2 separate regions of the Anser cygnoides genome follow, and region 1 is linked to region 2. A link is a contact called in public Hi-C data. All regions are on one chromosome and are shown on one strand. The core of a region is the stretch at or near the end of the contact, and the rest is flanking DNA. Distances in the headings are between cores, read along the strand shown. Region 1 holds the start of RNF114 (ring finger protein 114). Region 2 holds the start of PTPN1 (protein tyrosine phosphatase non-receptor type 1).

Region 1 (4,914 bases), core at 830-3,329, 280 kb after region 2:
TTTACTGCAAAACTCTACAGTTTGCATGAAAGACCGTAACGCAGTTTAAAACAACAACAAAAAAAGCTAAAAGGCCTCTTCTCAGAAGAGGGATCAAGTTTGAGACTTTATAACGATTTTTCAGCAACAGCCCTCTTTTTGTGATCTTAAGGGCGAGCGCTTCCAGAGAAGAGCAGGTTACCTGGCGTTGTGGAGTGGTTCTTTAGTCACAGCTTTCACACCCTCCATGATATAGCTCTGGTACTTTGAACAAGAAGCTGCATGGCTGCGCATCTTTGAGAGATACATCTGTGGAGGTAACAATCACACAGCAGCGTTAATTTAAGTTACTTGCACTTACTTCTACAATTCTAAGCAAAAGTAAAAAACGCATAAAGCAGCTTTCTGCAGACAGTGCTAAAGCAGGAAAAAAAAAAGACATTTCAGCTGATAAGGTGGAAAGCTTTAAGATTACAGATAAGTTAACCTGTAACTTTGCTGCCTGTAATAGTCTACCAATACAGTACTGTTTAGGACAGCCTACTTGACTTAACCCACGCTATAACATGAGAAAACGTACTTTATAAAAAGCCTGCTTACCTCATTGCTGAGGAGAAGAGACAATAAATGAAAAATAATTTGGCTTTTAGTACAGATTGTAGCACAGATTCAATTACAGGTTGAACAACTGGTAATCAACACACCACGGTTTTCTATTGGCTGCAACGATGAAAAGAACACTGCCCAGAAATTAAAAGTGAAATCAACCAAACAGTGCTGCTCTCACTTTGGTGTCTAGTTATCCTTTTCTTGTTGTTTTGCCATCAGTTAAAATGCTCTGTTCTAGACTCAGTTAGTGCTAAGTAGCCTAACTTTAGAAAGAGGAAGGAACCAACAGGAAGATGCCGTGCACGTATTTGACATGCAGGACACCAACAGCACCCCTACAGAACATAACTGCCCAAATAAGTGAAGTTGGTCTCTCAACTGTTTTAAACGAAACAAATAAGCTTCTGTTTAAGAGCTTAAGTGATCACTATCTAAAATCATATCCACTATTTCACTGTGATGGTCCTCCCACAAGCTCACAGTATCAACTTCAGAAGCAGTACTTTACTATTATTTTTATATCAACATCTCTCACTTGAAATCCACTTCCTCGGCAGGTAATACCGAACATAAAAAACTGTTGCAAGAACATCAACATTTGGGTGCTGCCAATATAAAATACCAGCAGCACTTCGCAAAACAAACAATTTGACCCAATTCCATAGAAAGCAGAAAGCGATTCACCTCCCTGGACGCAGCAGTGCTGCACAGGCACACCACACACATCTCATCCTGATGCCCTCCCGTACCTTTTTGTTGCAGCCATTACAAGTGGTTTCCGTCGCTTCGATCTGCTTTTCCAAGTCCAGAGCCCTGCTGCCGGGCGCCAGGGTGCTGCGGCAGACGCCACAGACCGGCTTTTTGGGCTTGAGGCACTCCTGCAGGCACGGCGTGCAGAACCTAGGGTGGGCAAAGGGAAAGAGAAACCAAGATGAGAAGCGGCAGGAGGAATGCTCCTGGCAGCCCAGTCCCTGCTGGCACCCAGCCCCAGGGAGGGGCAGCACCACAGCCGGTTACACTCAGCCTCCACATCCTCCAGGAGAGGAAACTACGGAAAATATTAACTAACAGTAGATTTTGGTGGTGTTGTCTCTCACGGAGGCCTTACTGCAGCCACAGGTGGGGTGAGCTGGGGATGAGCGAGCCACGCCTGCCTCAACCCCCACGGCCCCCCAGGCCGAGGCGAGGCGCTGAGGGCCCAGCCGGGAGGGCCCCAACCGACCCCGGGCCTGGGCCCGGCCCCCGACCCCTATCCCCTAGGCCTCAGCCCGGCCGCAGCCCCCCCCGGTCCCGCCCCCGGCCGCTCACACGTGTCCGCAGGGGACGCGCACGGGGCTCTCGAACACCTCGAGGCACACGGGGCAGGTGAGCCGTGCCAGCGGGTCGGGCCGCTCAGGGCCGCGGGCGGAGGGCGCGCAGGACGCCGAGGAGCCGCCGCCGCCCCCCGCCACCGCCATCTTGCCGGCGGCCGCGGCACGGCCACGCCCCTTCCGCCCTCCCGAGGCCACGCCCACTCGAGGGCGGGGCCGAGACAGGAGGGGTTAGGAGATGAGGGGGTCGGTTGCTAGGGGGCGTGGTCTGTCACTAGGGGCGTGGCCTAACCATATGGGTGCGGACAGTTGCTAGGGGTGAGGTCGGTTGCTACGGGTGCGGCCTGTTGCTAGGGGCGGGGCTTGTTGCTAGGGGCGGGTCCCGTTGCTAGGGGCCTACCCCGCCTCCCGCCTCCCCGGCCGCCCCGCCGCATGACGTCACCCGCCGGAAGTCCCCTCACAGCGGGAGGCGGGGCTTCCCTCCCCCGCCATCCACTTCCGGGGCGCTCCCCCGCCGTGGGCCGGGCCGGGCCGTGCCTGGGCCGCCCCAGCCGCCGCCTGCAGCCGCACGGCGCCGGAAGCCGCCGGGGGCGGCCCCGCGTCTGCTTCCGGGTCACGGCGCGCTTCCGGCAGAGCGGCGGCGGAGCGGAGCGGAGCGGTGAGGGACGGGCCCGCCGCGGCGCGGCGCGTGAGGGGGCGGCGGGGGCGGGCCTGGCCCTGAGGGGGCCGCGCTGAGGGGGCCGCGCTGAGGGGCGGGGGCGGCGGGGCGGCGTCCTGGGGGTGAGAGCGGCCGGGGCTGCGGGCCGGGGGTGCTGGGGCCCCGGTGCCGCCCGAGGTGCCGCCCGAGGTGCCGCCCGGCGCCGCGTTGGGTCTGAGCGGCTGGCCCTTGGGTCCCGGTGAGCCGAATCCTCAATTAACCGTTTGGCGAAGGCCCGGTGCTCGCGGGTCTATCGGGGCGCGGGGGACAAGGGCCTGCCCCGCGCCCCCTCCCGCACGCGGGGCTGAGCCGTGCGGGGCCGCGCAGACCGGGCCCCGTCGCCGCTCCTCTCGGCGGGGCTCCGACCCGGCAGCGCCGCAGCCCCGTTGTGCTCCTCGCAGGCCCCGGGCAGATCGCTGCTCGCGCCTTTCCGCAGGATTCCGAGGCTTTCCGTTGGTAATCCGCAACAAAGCCCCCGTTGCTTCACCCGCTCCGCCAGCCGCTGCGTTCGTAGCGCCGTACTGATCCCCGCCGGCCCCGTCACCGCGGCGGGTGGCCGCGTGCGGGCTGCCCCGGTGAGCGCGGTGTGCTCCCGTACGGGCAGAGGAGCAGCCCTGCGGGGGCTCCCTGCCTTGGCTGTGGTGCCTCGCCTCTCGGCCGCGTGAGCTCTGGCATGTGTGCATTGAGCAGGGCTGGGGCTGGCAGCGCCGCTGAATGTCACAGTTCACGGGGTCTCGCTAAGGCCCTTCCTTTCCTGCGGGGACTTTCCTCACCCTGAGGTCTTCTACACACAAGCAAGCTCTGTCGCTGAGTAGTTATTAACGTTGGTGACGGCAGAATTGTAGCATTTAATCCAACTCCTTGCCAGCACGAGATCCCTGCTTACCCTCAGGGCGTGTTAGCGATGTGCCAAACGAGGATTGTTCTCTGAAGCTCTCTCGTAGAGCTCTTCTTGCTAAGTAGCAGAAATGTGGTTGGTTTTGTCCACAGACTTCATCTTGTACAATCTCAGGAGGAGAGAGCTAGGGGAGAGAGACAGAACTGCTCATGGAGGGGGCTGAACTAACTTCAACTTCTGTGCTCTCCCTCTTGGTTCACGGTTGGGAAGTGCTAGGTTGGGCTTATTTAACAATGAAAGCCTGTGGTCTGCTTTTTAATCTCAGGGTTTTCGGGTAGTTGAGAGTCTGTTGGCCTGCTGCTTACCTGCCTTTGGGACGGCAGTGTGGAGAGGCTCGTTTGGGCACCAGCTTCTTCTGTGTAGTACGGGAGCTCAGTAAGGTGAAGAAGCAATTGGACCTGCAAACAGAAGCCTGTGCGGTGTTGAAGCAGGAGTGGCTTTGCTGTGTTGTGATAAAACAGCTGAAAACGGCAGTTGTAGTTGTCTTTGTTGGAAAGACTGCAATCTTTGCACCTGCTAGCGCTCAGCTGAAGCTTCGGCTGCACTTCAGTGCTCGGGGCAGCGCGTTCTGTAGGGTGGCCACAAAGCACTCGGCACAGGGATGGCCCGGGCATGCCATCAGGTGGATGAGCAGCAGTCAAAAGCCTAGAAAATGGTAGAAATAAAAAGGTGAAGTGCATTAATCTGCTCGGTCTGTGGGCTGTCCTGTGCTACTAGGGGAAAAAAAAAAAAACAACACAGATGCTTTCCCAATATGAGCAAAATGAAACTTTGTGGGATTTTGTAATCTCTGTATTGCTGTGCAGGGCAAAAAAAAAAAAAAAAAGAAAGAAAAACTGATTAAAATCATGTTTGCGTAAGTTGTTTGAACTGAAAGGGTGAGGTCAAACGAGAGAAGTCCTAAAACAAACGAACCAACAACAAACCCTCATTTTTTCCTCTCAGTCCTTTGCTGTGAGTTAGTTTTGCCTTGTCTCCCTAGCCCAAGGAATCTTCAAGCTGGACACGCGCCTACACGGACTTCCTTTCATCAGACGTTGATTTAGGTTTATTGTGCTCTGTTTTAGGCAGATGACTGGAAAAAGCAGTAGCGAATGCCAGGGAGAAGCAGGACACCAGCCTTCCTGTAGGTGCCTGCGCTTTTTCAGAGACCTGGAGAGGCTGTTCAGGGAGCTCCTGCTCTGCGAACCATTTTATAGAATCCTGTGAAGCAAATAGATGCTGGGGACATCTGGGATTTATGCAACGGTGATGACTTGTCTTTGTTTTCAATTTCTGTTCCAGAGGAGTTGCTGTTACTGAGGATTCTTAATGCCAGATAACCAGCCCACTGCCGAACAACCATGAGAGAGGCGAGGTAGCTTCCCAGGCGTGAGACAAAAACTGATTTCAATGGATACAAAATATAAAGACGATTTATT
Region 2 (4,719 bases), core at 1,637-4,136:
TTTACCGCAATACCACATTGCTATCCATTCAAATGAAAGTCCTCTTCCATAAAACACTAAGTTAAAGGAAAATGGTTAGCAGTTTAAATACAAGATTTGCATTCTCACCATTTCTTATGCTTAGATTGGAAGATAATTAATAAAATGAGACCTGAGTGTGCTTCTCTACAACACAAGAGCAGCCCAGTACCAGGCCCTTTTAAAGTACTGGGCCTCTGAACAACCTTTACAAGATCTCATGGCTCACAGTTCTTGTAGTGAGTAAATCTAAATGAAAGTAAAATCTAAATGAAAGTAAAGGAGGATACTGGGTGTTTTTAAAGAAATTCAAAACATTGAGAACTTAATTTGCATTTACCCTGTTTCCCAGAGAACAGTTCCACTAACCGTACAGCGCACAAAGCAGAACTGTCACGAATACCTACAGTAGTTCTTCATTTTGAAATGTTTTTGTCCCCATCTTGTTATAATTTATACTTTTAAAAAAATCTTAAATTTTATTCTTTCTGAACTGTACCATTATCATAGCCAAACATAGCTTCCCCTTGTCCTAAAAAAGAAGCTTGGAAAAATTTAACTCTTCAAAGTCACGTGGCACCCAGACGTGTCTCCTTGCAGCCATCCTTCCAATTAGCTTCACCTCCCTGTGTATTCGTAATTCCTCCCCTAACTGACAACTGTACCTCCAGATAATAAATTTAGCCAAGAAAGAAGAGGAAGTGACTCCGTTAGTAAACTGTGTTATGCTTCATTCAGAACACTGGTGAACTTCTTTAGATTTTAGGAGTTACAATCGTAACACCTAGGCACTAGAAGCATGTGGTACAATTAACTGTGGTGCAATTAACTTGGAAGACTTTTTAGAAATAGAAGACTGCACCAATGACAAACATTTTTCCACTTACTCCGTTCTTCAGGCAAAGATTGGATTTGTAGGAAAACTGCATTGTTAATGTCAGCCAAGACATCAAAAGCATGGATTACAGTGAAGTACATTGTTCTTCTAGATGTACGTGATCTGCCAAGAAGTCATTTTAAACAGCTGATATTTAAAAGCAGGATGTAGTTAGAAACTGAATTACATGATGTAGATGCACATACTTACTAACCAACCTTAAAATACAAACAGCAAGAAAAAAAAAACCACAAAAAACCCACCTCTCAGGCTTGTCAACAGTTGGACGCAAATCACTGGAGTCTTTTTTTTTTAGTTAGTCCTCAATCAAACCTCATTCTGCGCCACTGTCTGAGCAGATTGAGTCACATCATTCAAAGAAAGCTGGACAAAAATATCACTGAATGCTACATTGAAAATATGCCACAGGCCCTCATTCTTTATTAATCTTACAGCTCCTTACACATTTCACTTCTGTAACTCAGTTGCACCCGTAGAAGTACACCACCTCCATTACAGAGCTATATTACTCAAAATCATTTCCTGAGCACTGAGCCTGCAAAACACCAAATTGTCAAGAACAGTTTAGCAAAAACATAACGTCATATATGCACATGACTTTCAACTGATAGAGTTAGCAAGTGCTGGAACCCTGCAGGAAATGCAGTCCTCTAACAAAAAATGGACTTTTCTGAAAAACATGCTCAAAATTTCATGCTTATTCTCCAATTGCCAAACAACTGGGATATTCATCCTGCAAGCTACTGCTTTGAAAACTTGCCTACAGTAATTCTGAAACTGAAGCACATTTATTTCATTTTCATAAATCCAGTTTTTTTTTAATGTCTACTGCCAGAGAAATACAGTGAAAGGGATGCAAAGCCCAAGTTTTACATTACAAATATGATCTTAAAACTCATTAGAATATGCAATGTGGAAGCTTAAGCATTCAAATGGATTTTACAGTAATGCTACCCGATCTGACTGAACACATCCACCCAGCCATTAGCGTGCTTCGTCTTCTCTCAGACCTCATTTTGGATAAGTGAGCACACAACTTGCTAAAGACAAAGGGCCTAACTTCGGATCCTCGTACCTCTGAAGCTGTGCGTGGTTCGCAAATAATCTTACCATCGCAAAAATGTTTGCCACACGGCTTTTTAGGAATGTCACAACCAGGCTAAATAAACAAAGTAATAAAAAGCAGTACCAGATCCCTGCATGAGTATTCCTAACAAGCCATTTTAAGGGATCTCTTCTACTACTAAAGCGACCAAAACCTAGGTGCGTGCAACGCCGCTCACCATCGCGTTTCTGTTTAAAGAAAAAAGCAGACAGTCGGCTTCACTCCCCCGGGGTCAGGAAGCAGCTTTGGAAGGCTGCTGAGCACTTGCGGCCGCGCTCAGCCCACCGAGGAGCCCCCAGGACCGGGCAGTAGCGCCCCGGGGGCTGCCCCGTCCTGCCCGGGGACCTCAGGGGCCGGGGGCCCGGCTCGGCGCGGCTCGGTAAGGCAGAGGGGAGCTTTCCGAGTCGCGCAGCGGAGCCTCCTCTCCTTCTCTTCCCTCAGCGAAAGGGGAAGGAGAGCAGGCATGGGGGAAAGCCGCGAGGGGAGGCGCAGGGCAGAGCCCCCCCGGCTCTCAGCAGCGGATACAGGCAGAGGGACCAGCGCTCCCCCCCCAGCACCGCGGGGCAGAGCCGAGCCAGCTGCCCCTCACCTGGTACATGGCGGCCCAGCTGGCGGCCTGGTCGAGCCGGTGGAACTCCTTCTCCATCTCCATGGCGGGGACGCCGCGCACGGCCCGGCCCGGCCCGGCCGCCACCACCCCCCGCGTCCCCACCAGCAGCACCCCGCTGCCTGCCCGGGCTCCGGGCTGCTCCCGAGACCGCCGCCGCCTGGCTCGGCACGCCGCTCCTCCCCGCTCCCCGCCGGAACTACGCCGCCCTCCCCGGCGACGCGATGTCCGGGGCGGCCACAACCGTAGCCGGGGGGCTGGGGGGAGAGAGGGGGCGAGGGTAGACCGGAGCGCCCCGGGGTGGGTCGGGGCGGGCCGCCTCCTCCTTCTCCTCCTCGTTCTTCTCCTCCTCGCCTCAGGGCCACTCTCCCCAGAGCCCCCTTCCTGCCCCCCGAGGCGACGAGGAGCCTCTTTGAGGCAAAAAGGGGCGATTTCGGGTGCCTCGGCGCCGCCCCGCCAGGTAGGGCGCTCCCCGCAGGGCTGTGAGGGGAGAGGGCAGCGCCCCGGGGTCGTGTGTGGGAGGGCCTCGGCTGCGGCAGGACGGGCAGGGAGCCCCGCAAAAGGTGTCCCACCCCGGGGAAGGGGCTGTGAGGGGGGCAGCCCCTCCGGGCAGGCGTCCGTGCTGGGGGTGCTGAGCCCCTGTGTGCTCTGACTTCGGGGGTTGGAGGCAGCTCTGAGCGTGTTCAGGAGATGGAGAGGTTATTATTTGCTCTTACACAGGCTGCACGCTGAAACGGGTGCTGTCAGCTGTCCCGTACGCTTTCAGTTGAAGGAATGAGTGCCATGAGAAAATCAGAATGGATTTCGGTCACCTGTCCTCCGTTCTTGTGTTCCTACTCAGAAATGGCCATTACTATCCACATCCTGTCCCAGCAGGTAAACGTTTGCCATCCTACCCCACCCTAAAACACAACATTGAGTAAAGCCTCAGCCTACACGTCTGGTACTAGGGAGCCAACGTGTTCTTCCTGAGGTCAAGACAAGGCGTTCCAAACATATGGACACAGTTATCCCACGCGTAATGCTAGAGCGCGCTTCGTTTCCAAAGTGAGGAATTTTACTTCTCATGTCAGCCAACTTCTGTTTATTAGATTACTATTTCTCAGGCTTTTTGCCCATGTTGCTGCTGAGGGTTGGTGTAGGCTTGGCGTACCTGGTATCTCTGCAGCATCAGCGCTGACCTGAAATGAGATGGTGGGTTTGTGCGATAGGTGTTTCTCAAGTGAATGTGCTTACAAATCCTCTAGGCACAGTATAGATTTAAGACAGTGAGAGTGGCAGGGTTCTCAACAGGCAGGATATATCGATGTCACTGAAGATAGAGGTATTTCGTCCCTTAGCTGCAGCCCTTGCACCGCTTGGCTGTACCTTCTAGGGGAAGCTTTTCCGTTGCTTTTCCTAATCATTCGACCAGAGACTTTGGAAGAGGCTGCGTTTCAGTGTTCAGCCCCAAAGTGCCACCCCACTTGAGCCTTGTTTAGTGGGCTACTAAAGGGCAAATGGGTGCTCTCTGGGAAGAGAGGACTAGTCAGATGTGAGCTCAGGGGCCCAGAATCTGGGGAGAGGGTTAATGGGAATGCCAACAGTTAAGGCAAGCTGCAGAAAGCAGCCTAATTGGATAAATGGTTTAATCTAGGTAAACAATGAAACATTATTCTCTAATCATGTGCTGAATGTAGTACGGAGGCATTAGCAGGTGGTATTAAGATTTTTTTTTTCCTTTCTTACTGCTTTCTCTTGAACTGATTTTTGGAACTAGACAGATACAGTGTTAGCCCTGTGAATGAAACTGTTTCCACTTGTTGAAATCAATTTTCCTGGTACTAAAAGCACTGGATAGGGGACTGCATCTTCTCCTAATCTCCTAATCTGGCTGCTGTGAGGCAGTTTCCTTATCTTGAGAATGGATGGTGAATTTTTAACCTGCTGGACCTGGGGACATAAAGACAAATTTAGCAACTTTGCTGCTTTCCCTTTTCCCTGTGATTTCAAGGTTAAGAATTATGAACATATGTGGGGAGTCTTGCTGTGTTTCAGTGACTCCATACAGAAAGATAAGTCTTTATAATGTCACCAGAGAGCAATTCCTGT

Evidence for each region. Hi-C and Micro-C count contacts between places; a contact is called where the count stands out from the background.
Region 1: a contact with region 2 is called in a Hi-C map of liver, with 2.9 times the contacts expected there. The contact joins the promoter of RNF114 here to the promoter of PTPN1 in region 2. A contact is called at or near these places in 4 of 7 Hi-C or Micro-C datasets (granulosa cells and liver).

The regions. Positions count from the first base shown.
Region 1 is chr16:8,825,941-8,830,854 of Taihu_goose_T2T_genome, forward strand. RNF114 (ring finger protein 114) reads right to left here and starts at 2,080. Exons shown (of 6, transcript XM_048072603.2): 1 at 1,897-2,080; 2 at 1,338-1,488; 3 at 182-288. The coding sequence starts at 2,045. SPATA2 (spermatogenesis associated 2) reads left to right here and starts at 2,397. Exons shown (of 3, transcript XM_066978192.1): 1 at 2,397-2,556; 2 at 4,778-4,914. The coding sequence starts at 4,886.
Region 2 is chr16:8,545,627-8,550,345 of Taihu_goose_T2T_genome, forward strand. PTPN1 (protein tyrosine phosphatase non-receptor type 1) reads right to left here and starts at 2,887. Exons shown (of 9, transcript XM_066978147.1): 1 at 2,611-2,887. The coding sequence starts at 2,673.